2 separate regions of the Mus musculus genome follow, and region 1 is linked to region 2. Evidence: chromatin contacts called from public Hi-C data. All regions are on one chromosome and are shown on one strand. Each heading gives the region's core, a stretch centred on a gene start, on an enhancer-like site or on the middle of the called end of the contact. The rest is flanking DNA. Distances are from core to core; before and after follow the strand shown.

Region 1 (6,145 bases), core at 2,837-5,336, 88 kb before region 2:
GCTTCACTAGTAGTCATGAAGCCATGGGTTCAATCCCCAGAAATACATAAACTGGGTGTGGTGGTCAGGTCAAAAAACCTGCTCCCAAGCTAGTTCTCTTGGTCTCTGCTGCCTAAGCACTTCCTGGGCCTTCCACCCGCTGTGGCTGGCCTGCAAAAAGCCTGCTGCTGCTCTAGCAGGCCCCCTTAGCACCGTGAAATGATAACTCTGGAGACTTATAATATACCAGTCAGGTTTATAACGATAAATCTCCAACCCCATAATGCCCGCACAAACCCCACAAACTCAATTGATATAAATACAAGCTGCGCACCTAATACAAATATGCCCTCCGCTACTGTATTGCCCATCCGTGAAATTCCCTAGCTACTTATGGCTCTTTCAGGCCACGTGGTACTGGTTCATCTTCATCCATCTTTTTCTATCCTCCGGCTCATCTGTCCCTTCTCTTCTCCCCTTCCCTTCCTGTTCTGCCCAGAAGATCCCGCCTCCATATCTTCTCCCAGTGATTGGCTTTCTGCCATCTTTATCAGCCAGTCACATAATTAGAGGAAATTCTTCTGCATACACCTGCCATCCTAACACTCTGGAGGTAGAGGCAGGAGGATCAGAAGTTCAAGGTCACCCTTGGCTACATAGTGATTTTTTTAGGCCAGACTGGTACACCTGATATTGAATGAATGAATGAATGAATGAATACTAGGATACTGATAAATCATTTATGCTATGAATCTTCCAAGTAGGATCATTTATTCCTTCATGCATACATTCCACAAGAACCTATATAGTGCTTTCTAGAGCTAGAGAGCTTTAGCATAGCTACATAAATGGAGCCCTCCTCTGTTATTCCTTCTCTCCCTTACTTCTTACTCTAAGACCCCCAAGGTCACATGCAGTTGGGTAGAATCACATACAAGTGGTTGAGAGGAATGGCTAGACACTTGGGTGAGGTCTCATAAGTCCCTACCCCTCCCTCTGTAAAGAAGCACCAACAGCCAACAAGTCAAGACAGGAGGCTCCTTTGTAAGCAGCTACGGGAGAACTGAAGATGACAGTTGTTCAGCTCAGAGCATAGTTGTGTACAATAAGAACCAATGGGCCTCCAAATACATTATACTGGAGATCCAAGAGCCTTTGTAGCTGTAATCAAGCGTACAGACTATAGAACAGGGGGTCGGTCTATTATTGGAGATGGCCTATTCCAAGCACGGGAGGCTGTAGGCACAGACAAGGTTCTTACTAGCTAGAGAGGTACCAAAGGTAAAGGCAGGATAGAAGTAAGGGGGCTCCATTGGCTCTGTAGTTTGAAGATGCAGGTGTGTGCTTTTAGTTGTGGCTTTTAGTTGGTGGGGTGGGGCTGAGGGGTAGAAATGAGGATGCAGTGTGAGACGAACAACCTATTAAGCCAACACCCCAAGTCAGCTGGAGGCAGTTTCTTCTCAGCCTCCAGGATCCTAGAATAAACTGTCAGTTAAGCTCATGTGAAATTCTGGCCCATGTGACGTGGGTGGTATGTTTGTATTGTTTTTGAGCTTCTCGCTGTGCAGTGACTTTTAGAGTAGCAATGGAAAATGAACATAGGTGATGTCATTTCACCGTAGCAATGGAATATGAACGTAGATGATGTCATTTCAGAGTAGCAATGGAAAATGAATATAGATGATGTCATTTCAGAGTAGCAATGGAAAATGAATGTAGATGATGTTATTTTACGTTTCAAGATGGCGGCCACAGGCTCCTTAGTTCAATGACACATTTCTGGTGGAATGGGGTTGTACCACTCAGTTGCAGAGGGGCAACATGATCCCTCAGATATTAAACCCCACTCAATTCTGTGATTCCATTTCAACATCATTAATTTTGCTGGGAAAGGATGTGGTTTGAAGATATAGTATACATTATATTGGTAAACTGTCCTGTGCTATTGAAGCTTGTTGACATCATGACTTTGAGATGGTGGAAGGCTCTCTTGTCCCAGACTCCATCAAGTTTATTTCTAGTGTCTGGATGGGCTGCCCCCTACCTCTGGAACATGAAGAAAGAACACTAAAATTTCCCCTGAGTAAAAGCATGGTGTCCTTAAGAATAACTGAAAGAGAATATTCCCAACCGAGGTTAGTACCATTTATCCCATAATATAAAAATGCCTACAGTGGGTAAGAGAAGCAGGAGGCTCCGCTAATCCGTGACAAGGATGGAGAGGACCCTCTGCCCAGGGCTCTGTCCTCAGAGCGGCACTCCAGCGCCTGCAGTCAGTTTCTGCTGGATAACTGAAAGTGCCTGGTTGATGACATCACCTTTCTAGTGTCATATTTTTCCTTGGAAGCCTTACCCAAGTGGGCACCGCTGCATCTGGGACTCTGGACTGGGAACTACAGTTCTGCCTTCCCCAGGGTATCTTCTGGGTTTTTATGTGTTCCTTGGCTCTACTAGACACTCTTTCATTTGCTCTCTCAATAGGGTTAGTCCAGCAGTCTGGACGGGATATTTTGAGCACCTTGTTTGGTGACAGTTTGCTATCTGTCTGCCATTTCTCTCTGCGATTTGATGTTTATTTATTTATTTATTTACTTTGGCTTACTATATAATTAATCAGCCTACTCATTCAAAATTGAAAGCACTGCTGTCCAAGGTGCTCTCCAGACTCTACAGAATAGGTGGGGTAGACAATAGAACAGAAGAGGAACACACACTAGCAATTTCTGGTGCTGTTTCTGTAATTCAAGTGCTTGCTTCTATCTTTTCCAGTTTACCTGCTCTATAATGATAGGTCCATCTTGTAGGATAGCGTTCACAGAGAGAACACGGTAGAGGCTACAGACCTAAGAGAAGGATGGACGTCAAATTGTCATAGGTCTAGGTCAGCTACCTACAGATATTGAACTGCAGAAGGAAAGTGTGTCCTCCAGGCTGAGCCCAAACCAAGCCAGCAGGGAGCCGATGAGCTGATGCCAAGCAGAGGAGAAGGCTGGAAAGAGTCTGTTGTAGCAGACCCAGGCACAGAGTCAAATACTGGGGATTGTTCTGTGCTGTGGTGGACCTGCTGGGAGTATTAAAATTTATGCAAAATACTAAATACAATGTGAAGGTACCCATTACTGAAGATCAAATTTTTATCCTAATATAGTTTTGTACACAAACAACAAGCTTAAATTTCCATTGAGCTTTTTTTCCTGCTCAGTGTCTTTCCATCCTAAGCTTTCATTTAAAAAAATCCTTTGTATCCGCTCAGCCTTGCCGGCTGTGGTTTCCAGCGGGCGCAATGCAAAGACTTAATAAATAACCATTATGGAACTAATTGTTTCGTTCAGCATGCATGAGAAATTCATCAATTCGAATTTAATTTGAGGAGTGTAATGAATTCAAGAGCTCATTCCCAGCACCGTTGTGTAGATAAGATTAAAAAGTGATAGTCTATAAATGTGATGTTTTAAGGGTATATTGTACTGTTGGTTAGAAAATGTCCCCGAAACAACTTGACCCTGATAAGAAATTTCCAGAGATTGCTTTTTTTTTTTTTTTTAAAAAGGTCATACTTGCAGAAGAAATTTAGAAACGGGGTCTTTGCTCTAAGATTAGTACATGGGGGTGGGGGGAGTGATGGCAGTAGGTATTTGACCAGGGGCTCAGAAACCCCAGCGGTGTTTGCAATTCCATTCAGAGGTCTTATCTTCAATCACAGGCTGCTTAGTTCTCATGAGTTGTATTTGTAAAGCTCGTGGCTCATCTACTCAGCAAGATGGATGATAAGATTATTTTTGCCTTCTTGGCTATGTGATGCTGGACTCTGATCCAATGAAGTACTCTGCTATGGCAAAATGCCTTCCCTTTGCCAATGCAGAAGGAAAAAAAAATCCTATTAAATGGCAAGTTATAAAAATCTCGGAATGGCTCCCAGCTGAAATACTGTTTGTATTCTCCTAGATAGAGTCTCCCTTTGAAGTCATTGCTATTTCAAAGGAGATTGTAGGCACTTAAAAAAAAAATCTAGGTCATTCCTCACAAATTCCAGAAAGGAAACTGTGATAGACAAAGGCCCGAGGACCCATCTGGAGCTGTGTGGGAACTGATGAGGTTGTAAATAAAACCAGCGGGGAGTCTGGTGCAGCCTTGCAAGCACTCTGACCTCAGAGCCAAGAGGACCACGCGCTCAGAGCTGGGCGTGCAGAAATACAGCTGAGCAGGTGATGTCCCTGTGAGTCCCTAATGAGAATGCCAATTGTACTCATGTAACAATGGGGATCTGGTGGGTGATGAGGGACGGACCGACAATTGACCATTCTTAGCATTCTTTTTTTGTTTTTTTGTTTTTTGTTTTTTTTTTAAGACTGACTAGTTTTTAGGACAAAAGATTGTTGATAATACACCGGTTGGTAAATTATTTAAGTGGCAGGAAGTGCCTAGCTTTCTGATATTGTACATGCATATGTGCACCAAATTGGAGGCTGTGTGTATGTGTGTTCAATCGTGTACTCGTGTGTGTAAAGTGCACCTGCACATGTGTACATGCCTGTATGTGTAGAACCCAGAGGGTAACATTGGCTGTGTTCCTGGTTTGTCCTTCATGTTACTTTTTTGGGCACGCACTCTCACTGACCCTGGGGCTCACAAATTCCTCTAAACAGTCTGCCCAGCAGGTTTCAAGGACCCTCCTGATCTCTGCGATCTCTGCGCGTGCTGGGATTGCAGGTGAGGGCTGAGAGCTGGGGTTAAAAGTCTGCTAGGGATCTGAGCTCAGGTTCTGGCACAGTCTTTACTTAGGTATGTTTTCATCCGTTCTTCTTTGGTCCTTTTACTTTCCTCTGCTCTTTCTATTTCTTGTTTCTTTTCTTTTTTTGTGACAGGGACTCATGTAGCCCAGGCTGGCCTTGAACTTAATACATAGCTGAAAATGTAGAACTTCCCCTCCTCCTGCCTCCATCTCCCAGGTGCTCAGATTGCAGGCAAGGATTATGTATATATCTGGTTTATGTGCGACTGGGGAAAATGTGCAGCCAGCACTCTGCCAAGTGCTGCATCACAAGCCTCCACTCTTTCATATATTTTAAGAACTTTATAGTAAGTATGATGGTGGTGAGCACAGGATATCAGGTAGAAATATAGAGAGACGCTGGGGCTGTGTCTAGTTTTTACCTTTACTGTGACGATTTGAGTGGCAGGAAGTGCTTAGCTTTTTGTGTGGCCTTGAAAGAACCGCTTCACCCTCCGTGTCTCTGTTTGTTGGTAGAAGCAGTTTATGGGAAAACAGAAGCAAAATGCTATCACACTCTAATTAACAATGGATTTTTAATGTTATAGGGCCACACACTTCAAAGGAGATACTATACCAAAAAAAAAAAAAAAAAAAGTCTCGAGTGTTGTATTGTTGACTTTTGTTGCCTGGTGCTTTAGTGCTTTTTGGTGATTGTGGAAGAGTGTGATGAACTCATTCCTACTACTTAAACGTGTCTTTCTATTGGCCAGAGAAATGGTTGTCCGTATGCACCTCTAGATGATAATCCAGCCAGCTACAACAAATGGTCTAGAGATGGCATTTCTTCAGTCTGTGCAGGGAGAATTCTGATGAGATGGGCCATAGGTTTACTTGGTCCCACATGCTTCTTAGAGAAGAACCAGATACCATTAGCAAAAGAAAGAAGGGATACAGGTGTTCAAAGTCAGGAGACACCACACAAAACCCTTGATAGCTAACAGATGTGCAAGGTGAACCCTCCTGCTCCAGATGGGAAAGGGCTTCTGGTCCAGTGCTCATATCTCGGCATCTTTTGTCACAGGGCAGTTTTGTTTCTTGACATACTTCCCCATGGCTCCTGTCACCTTAGTTACATGGCCTTCCTCCTGCCTCACAGATCTCTTCTCCTCATTCTTTTTTGTTGACTCTTCTGTTTCAATGTGGAGTGTTTTCTGCCCTGAGTTTTTATCTTTTCCTTATGAACCTGCTGAAATGAGTGATCCAGGCAGTCTTAATCCCCACATTACAAAGTAATAGTAACAGCTATGGTTACTATTACCATGGTAATAGGAACAGCAAACAATCTAATGTTAGGACCAAGTTCTATTCTTAGTATGGAATGAGTTAACATGTCACAGCTACATGACATGGGCAGGGATATCCCTATGGATAGATGAAGGAGCCCAACTACTT
Region 2 (6,097 bases), core at 1,604-4,103:
TTGTCAAGAAGTCATGGGTAGGGAGCTCACTCAAATGATGATGGTGATCATCGTAACAAACATAATCTCAGAATGAGCTCAAACTATGTACCAGGTAAGGATGACTTCATCTCCTGACATCTGACCCCTTCTCTGGTCATTTCTATTATCATCTCAGACATAAAATATGTTCCAGGGAGGCGGAGAAATTCCTCAACCCCTGTATGCAGCACCAAATAGCCCAACTCAGCCTTTAAACGTGTTTGTGCCGTTCTGCCCCAGAGCTCTCCAGTCTTGGACACATGAGAATCTTCTCAGGAGCTATAGCATGCTCCACATTCAGTTAGAATTGGGTCAGTTGTTTTAATTGTTCCTGTCTGAAAGAACTGCAGGGATGGAAATGGAGAGAAGGAAAAGAAGGTCCAACAACAGGCCCAAAGTGGGATCCAGCTCAAGGGGAGGTCCCAAGGCCTGACACTATTACTGAGGCTATGGAGTGCTCACAAAAAGGGACCTATCAGGACTGCCCTCTGAAAGGCCCAACAAGCATCTGAACGAATCAGATGCAAATATTTGCACCCAATCAATGGACAGAAGCTGCTGACCCCTGTGATTGAATTTGAAAAAAGCTGAGGAAGAGGGCAACCCTGTAAGAGGACCAGCAGTCTCGATTGACCTGGACCCCCTAGATCTCTCAAATACTGGACCACCAACTAAGCTGCATACATCAGCTGATATGAGGACCCCAACACATAAACAGCAGAGGACTGCCGGGTCTGGGTTCAGTCAGAAAAGATGCACCTAATCCTCAAGAGACTGAGGCCCTAGGGAGTTTAGAGGTCTGGTAGGGTGGAGGTTGGAGGGTGTGGACATCCTTGTAGAGACAGGGGGGTGGGGAGTAGGTATGGGATGTGGAACAGTCGGAGGGTGGACCGGGAGGGGAATAAAATCTATACTGAAAAAAACAAAAGGACTAAATAAAAAAGGAAGCAGAAATAAAAGAACCTTTTCAATTAGCTTCACAGCATCGCTATTTTACTGAGGAGTTAATGTGCGTGTGGGGGTGTGGAGGAATCGACATCTGCCATACGTCAGTGTTTGTCAGAGGTGGGGTGTGCATACATGGGGTTTGGTATATTGTTCATTCTGTTTTTTGAAATGTTTCAAATTTTCATAATAATAATGTCCCTTTTTTTTTTCTGTCTCATTTTAACTCACGACTCCAGTGTATAATGACTCCAACTCAGTTCCTAGGGGCTCCAACCAGTAACAACTACGAAACGACAGGGAACAAATGCTTATAAATGCTTACTCTTGTAGGACGAATGCTGACCCAGTAACAGGGCTTGAATGGCCTGTTCCTTATAGGCTCAAACATTTGAACACTTGGTCCGGAGCTGGTGGAAGTCTGGGGGAGGTTTAGGAGGTGTGGACTTACTGGAGAAAGTGTGCCACTGGGGTTGAGTTTTGAGAGTGGATAGCTTTGCTTTCTAGTTCTTTCTCTCTCTGCTTTGTGCTTTGGATTAAAGCAAGGGATCTTTCAGCTTCTTTCTGCTGCCACGCACACCTGCTACCACACCCACCTGCTACCACGCCTACCCGATGCCATGCCTACCTGCTACCATGCCTCTCCACCATCATGGACTCACCCCCCTGGAATCGTGAGTTCAAACACACTTTAGATTCCAGAATCCTAGTGTTTCATTGCAGCAGCAGAAAATTAGCTAATGTGCCTTTGAAGACCTTTAAAGATTCTCTGGTTAGATTAGATGGAGTCGTTATGTACCAAGAACTAAGCTTTACATAGCAGAGATGTTCAGGGAGCAGTAGTGTACAGGAGTCTGCTGTGGAGGGTGAGGGTCAGTTACATTTTCTGAAAGCGTCAGAAACTATTTAATAGTTAAATGGCCTTTAAAATAAATTTGCAAAACTTAACTATCCTTTAAGCTTCAGCCTTTAAATCCTGCGTTTCTCTTGAACACTCTTTCTGTTGTTAATAAAAACATCAAGTTTCCTATCTTTACTGTAACCTTGGTTTCTACAATTCACCTCTACACAGCGGATCTCATGTCATTATCTTACCAGATCTTTGTCATGAAGAACTATTTTATTTATTTTTGCATCCTTCAAACCCTTCTGAAAATGACTTGGGCATTCTAAGGATCCAATAAGAGTGTACTGTATTAAATAAAATAGATTATACTTAATGCCACTCTCCTAAACAATCTTGTCCCAGCTCTTGAAATGTAAATGTTCACTTGCTGCTTAATTGGGAATCAATGTTAATTTAGAAATGTTAATTTAGAGTACTGATCAGAAAAACAAAAAGGTTGGAAAGAGACCGGAGACCCCCTTTTTTTATTCCATCAAAAATGGACACTACTCTTTTCAAAGAGAGCTATAAATAAACACCCCCAAACCACTCCCTGAAAGAGGCACTTGGTCTGGCCAAGTGCAGCCTTGAATGTTAATTCTGTTCTATTGAAAGCACCTGGGCTTCAAAGACTTCTCCAGCATGGCTGGCACAAGAGCAGTTTTATCTTCCGCTCCGGCCTTGGAATGACCCAATTCTGTCACTTTAGTGGAACAAATAGTTAGAAGGAAGTTAGTTGACAGAGATAAAAAGCACATGTGGTGGTGGTGTTGGGGACAGAAAATCTCAAGAAAAACTTTAGTAGGGCATTTCCTTGGGACCGTGTTAGTTTGCAATGAGGTAGCAGCTATTGCTTTGAACTGGGTAAATTCAGGCCATTCCTTCTGCTTGGTTTTAACGTTCAATGTGGCTCAGAATCATGCCTGAAGGCCCATGCCACCGAGGAGGTAAATGTGTCCAGTAATCAAGAATGGAGCTGGCACCCGGTGAGGAGGCTCTGTCTGCCTCTAGACTGACGTAATCCTTATTTTTAGGAGCATTACAGCTAGTGTCCTGAAGCAAGCCAATTAGACATCAACACTACTATAAAAGTGAGCAGAAATTAATGGGAATTTTTTTCTGTTACCAATAACAAGTCTTTCCCCCACCCCCAACACATACCTCCTAAATGAAGATCAAATCATTATGCTTATCTTGGGGTGCAATGTAAATTTCTTTCTTCTGTTTTACCACAAAAAGTCTCATTTGCCAATACCAGAACATTTGTATTTGCATAAAAGTATCACAATACACTGCAACAGACTTTTAAAAAGTGCTCTGCCAGCTTTCTGCTCACCAGCATCCCTGCCAAGAACAATTAGTAACACCAAATAACATATTACTAAGTATCTATTGGAAAGCACCAGCAAGCTCCCAGAACATCTGGACAAAGGAGGTCACTGTCGTGAGCCCCATATTCCTTCAGATTGACCTCTTATGACACTGGCCAGTTAATGAGCAGCACTGGGAAGCAGAAAACAGAAGAGACTGGAAGGAAACAAAAATGAACGTGGAATCTATTGAGGTCTAACCTCGGTACCCCAGCATAGCTGTAGCCATTTTGTTCCATGCCTGCGTAGCTATTTCATATTGTTGCTATAATATGCCTGCCAGTCACTGACACAGAAGAATAACTTGACTCAGAGCAGGGTCATCCTGATCACATAATCTGTTATTTTCTGTGTGTTTTGTATGAGGGTCATTAATCTTAAGAAACTCCACAAAGCCTTTTGTAGGACCCATCAAGTTAAAGGTCAATATAAACTGCTATGCCCAAAATGGCTTGAGTCAGAGCTGAGCACTGGGCAGCACTTCCTTCACCTGTGTACGAGTTCACTGTGACTTTTGTGAATTTTATTTTTCTTTATAAGCTGACGGAGAAAGATACTCATTGTCATAGCTCAGATTCTGAGTTATGCCCCCGATCCAACCAGTATTAGGGTGTGCATTCAATAAACCATCCCTATCTGACTGAAATTGGTGTTAATATGGTTTATGAAGTGACTCATGGACCGCAACAGAATTCATCAAAGAAGACAGGTTCTGGCTTTCTATTGGGACTGTGAACATGTGAGGAGCAGGAGAGATGAGAGATGGACAGGTCCATCCTGGGACTGCAGGGCAGAGCAGCTTTGAAACAGCCCAGCCCAAGTTCAAACAAAGGCCATCTGTATGTATCACTGCCTGCTAGAAAGAAAGAGGCCATTGGGATTCTTCAATTTTACTGGAAACTTAAAGCACAGCGGGAAGTAAGGTGAAATGACTGAAGAATGAGAGACCAGATCACAAAGTAACACAGAGAGGGGTAGCTCTGGGAAGTCCCCGGATCTACAGTTCAAATTATCCATGGCTCATACAGTCAAGAAATTACACGATGGAAAATTTCAGCAGGCTAAAAGCCTGAGGTAAAATATGGAAAGGAAATTCTGAAACCGAGAAGTTTAGTTAGGGTTTCATTGCTGCAAAGAGACACCATAACCAAGGCAACTCTTATAAAGAAAAACATTTAATAGGGGCTGGCTTGCAGTGTCAGAGGTTCAGTTCATTACTGTAATGATGGGAAGCATGGCAGCATCCAGGCAGACATAGTGATGGAGAAGGAGCCGAGAGTCTTGATCGGAAGGCAACCAGGAGAGACTGTTTCTTCTGCAATGGGTGGGACTTGAGGACTAGGAGCCCTCAAAGCCTACCCCACAGTGATGCATTTCCTCCAACGAGGTCACAACTATTCTAAAAAGGACACACCTCTGAATAGTGTTCCTCCCTGTGGGCCAAGCATTCAAACCCATGAGTCTATGGGGGCCTATTCAAATCACTACAGTAGCTGAAATTATGAAATAAATATATAGACCCTCTAAGTATGTACTTGTGTGGGGTCCCGGGGTCACCTGAGACTTCACTGTTCTCTTCCTTTTGTGTTGACATGGCATATTAGCTGGGGTTCTCTAGAGGAACAGAACCGTAGACTGTGTGTACACATCATGAAAGGATATTTATTAGAATGGCTCAGAAAGTAGGGGGTGAGCAGCCGCACGCGGGAAAGACAGGGAACCAAGTAGCTTTGCAATTCACCAAATATTTTAGTGGTCCCAGGCCAGGGCTGAGAGCCTGGATGATTCCTGGGGATTTGCTAATTTTCAGTCCACACTGAAATGCCAAAAGGAGGAAAGATGGGAGCAGCACCGGTGGCCCCAGCATAAACTCTCATCAGGTGAGAAGTGAGGGCGGGCAGGCGGGCAGGCGGGCGGGCGGGCGGGCGGGCGGGCGGGCGGGCGGGCAGGCAATGCCCAGGCCACCTACCTGGGAGAAAATGCTTCTCTGAGTTAATTCTTTGTGGACATGCTCTCAAAGCCTCATTCTCTTAGTCAATTTCAGATCCTGCTGGGGATTTTCATGACGTAGGTGGTTCATGCACCAAGAAAAACTAACAGGCAAATGCATTTTCCGAAAAAGATGCTTATTTATTTATCATCCATTGATGGTTTCACATAGTCTGTAGTGCATTTTGGTCATTTTTACCCCATTACCTACTGCCTCTCATCCTCCCTCTACTTCTGCTGAGCCCTCTCATCTCCCCAAATCCTCTCCTGTTTTCATGTCTTTGCTTTGTTGTCAATTCACAGAACTGCACTAGGGTTGCTTGTGCGAGCAGGGTAGCAGGTTATTCCTGGAGCAGGGGCAGATTAACAATGACTACACCACCGAAGAAAATTGCTTTGATCCTGCCCAGCAACAATGGATTGCCAATAGCTCCTGGGACTGGTTTGAAAGAAAATGCCCCCATAGGCTAACAGGTTTGACTCTATTAGGAAGAGTGGCCTTTCTGGCGTAGGTGTGGCTTTGTTGGAGGAATTTTGTCACTAGGGGCTGGCTTTTGAAGTCTCAGACGCTCTTACTTTCTTTTCTTTCTTTCTTTCTTTCTTTCTTTCTCTCTCTCTCTCTCTCTTTTTGTGATACTATCCTGTGGAATTAGAAATCTTTTTTTTTATTGGATATTTTCTTTATTTACATTTCAAATGTTATCCCCTTTCCTGGTTTTCCTCCTTCTCTGAAACACCCTATCACGTCCTCCCTCCCCCTGCTTCTATGAGGGTGTTCCTCCACCCACCCACCCACTCCCACCTCCCTGCTCTCAATTCCCCTACACTGGGGCATCTATCAAGCCTTCATAGGACCAAGGACCTCTCCTCCCATTGATGCATGACA

The links. Hi-C and Micro-C count contacts between places; a contact is called where the count stands out from the background.
Region 1: a contact with region 2 is called in a Hi-C map of cerebellum, with 1.9 times the contacts expected there. The contact joins two enhancer-like sites. A contact is called at or near these places in 6 of 484 Hi-C or Micro-C datasets (the C2C12 cell line, brain, cerebellar granule neurons and 3 more) and 2 of 115 datasets of contacts at active chromatin or transcription factors (the SCID.adh cell line and astrocytes).

What each region holds. Positions count from the first base shown.
Region 1 is chr10:25,109,787-25,115,931 of GRCm38.p6, reverse strand. All of the region lies in intron 1 of Gm51762 (a long non-coding RNA gene), which reads right to left. Among named protein-coding and RNA genes, the nearest start is that of Gm51762, 25 kb to the right of the region's middle. Within about 2 kb of position 4,086, at least 54 of the 459 cell types and tissues checked have an H3K27ac peak or open chromatin away from gene starts, as enhancers often do. A contact at or near this core is called in cerebellar granule neurons and cerebellum, where this site is marked.
Region 2 is chr10:25,020,432-25,026,528 of GRCm38.p6, reverse strand. The region is part of intron 2 of Gm47715 (a long non-coding RNA gene); the gene reads right to left. Among named protein-coding and RNA genes, the nearest start is that of Gm47715, 23 kb to the right of the region's middle. Within about 2 kb of position 2,853, at least 52 of the 459 cell types and tissues checked have an H3K27ac peak or open chromatin away from gene starts, as enhancers often do. A contact at or near this core is called in cerebellar granule neurons and cerebellum, where this site is marked.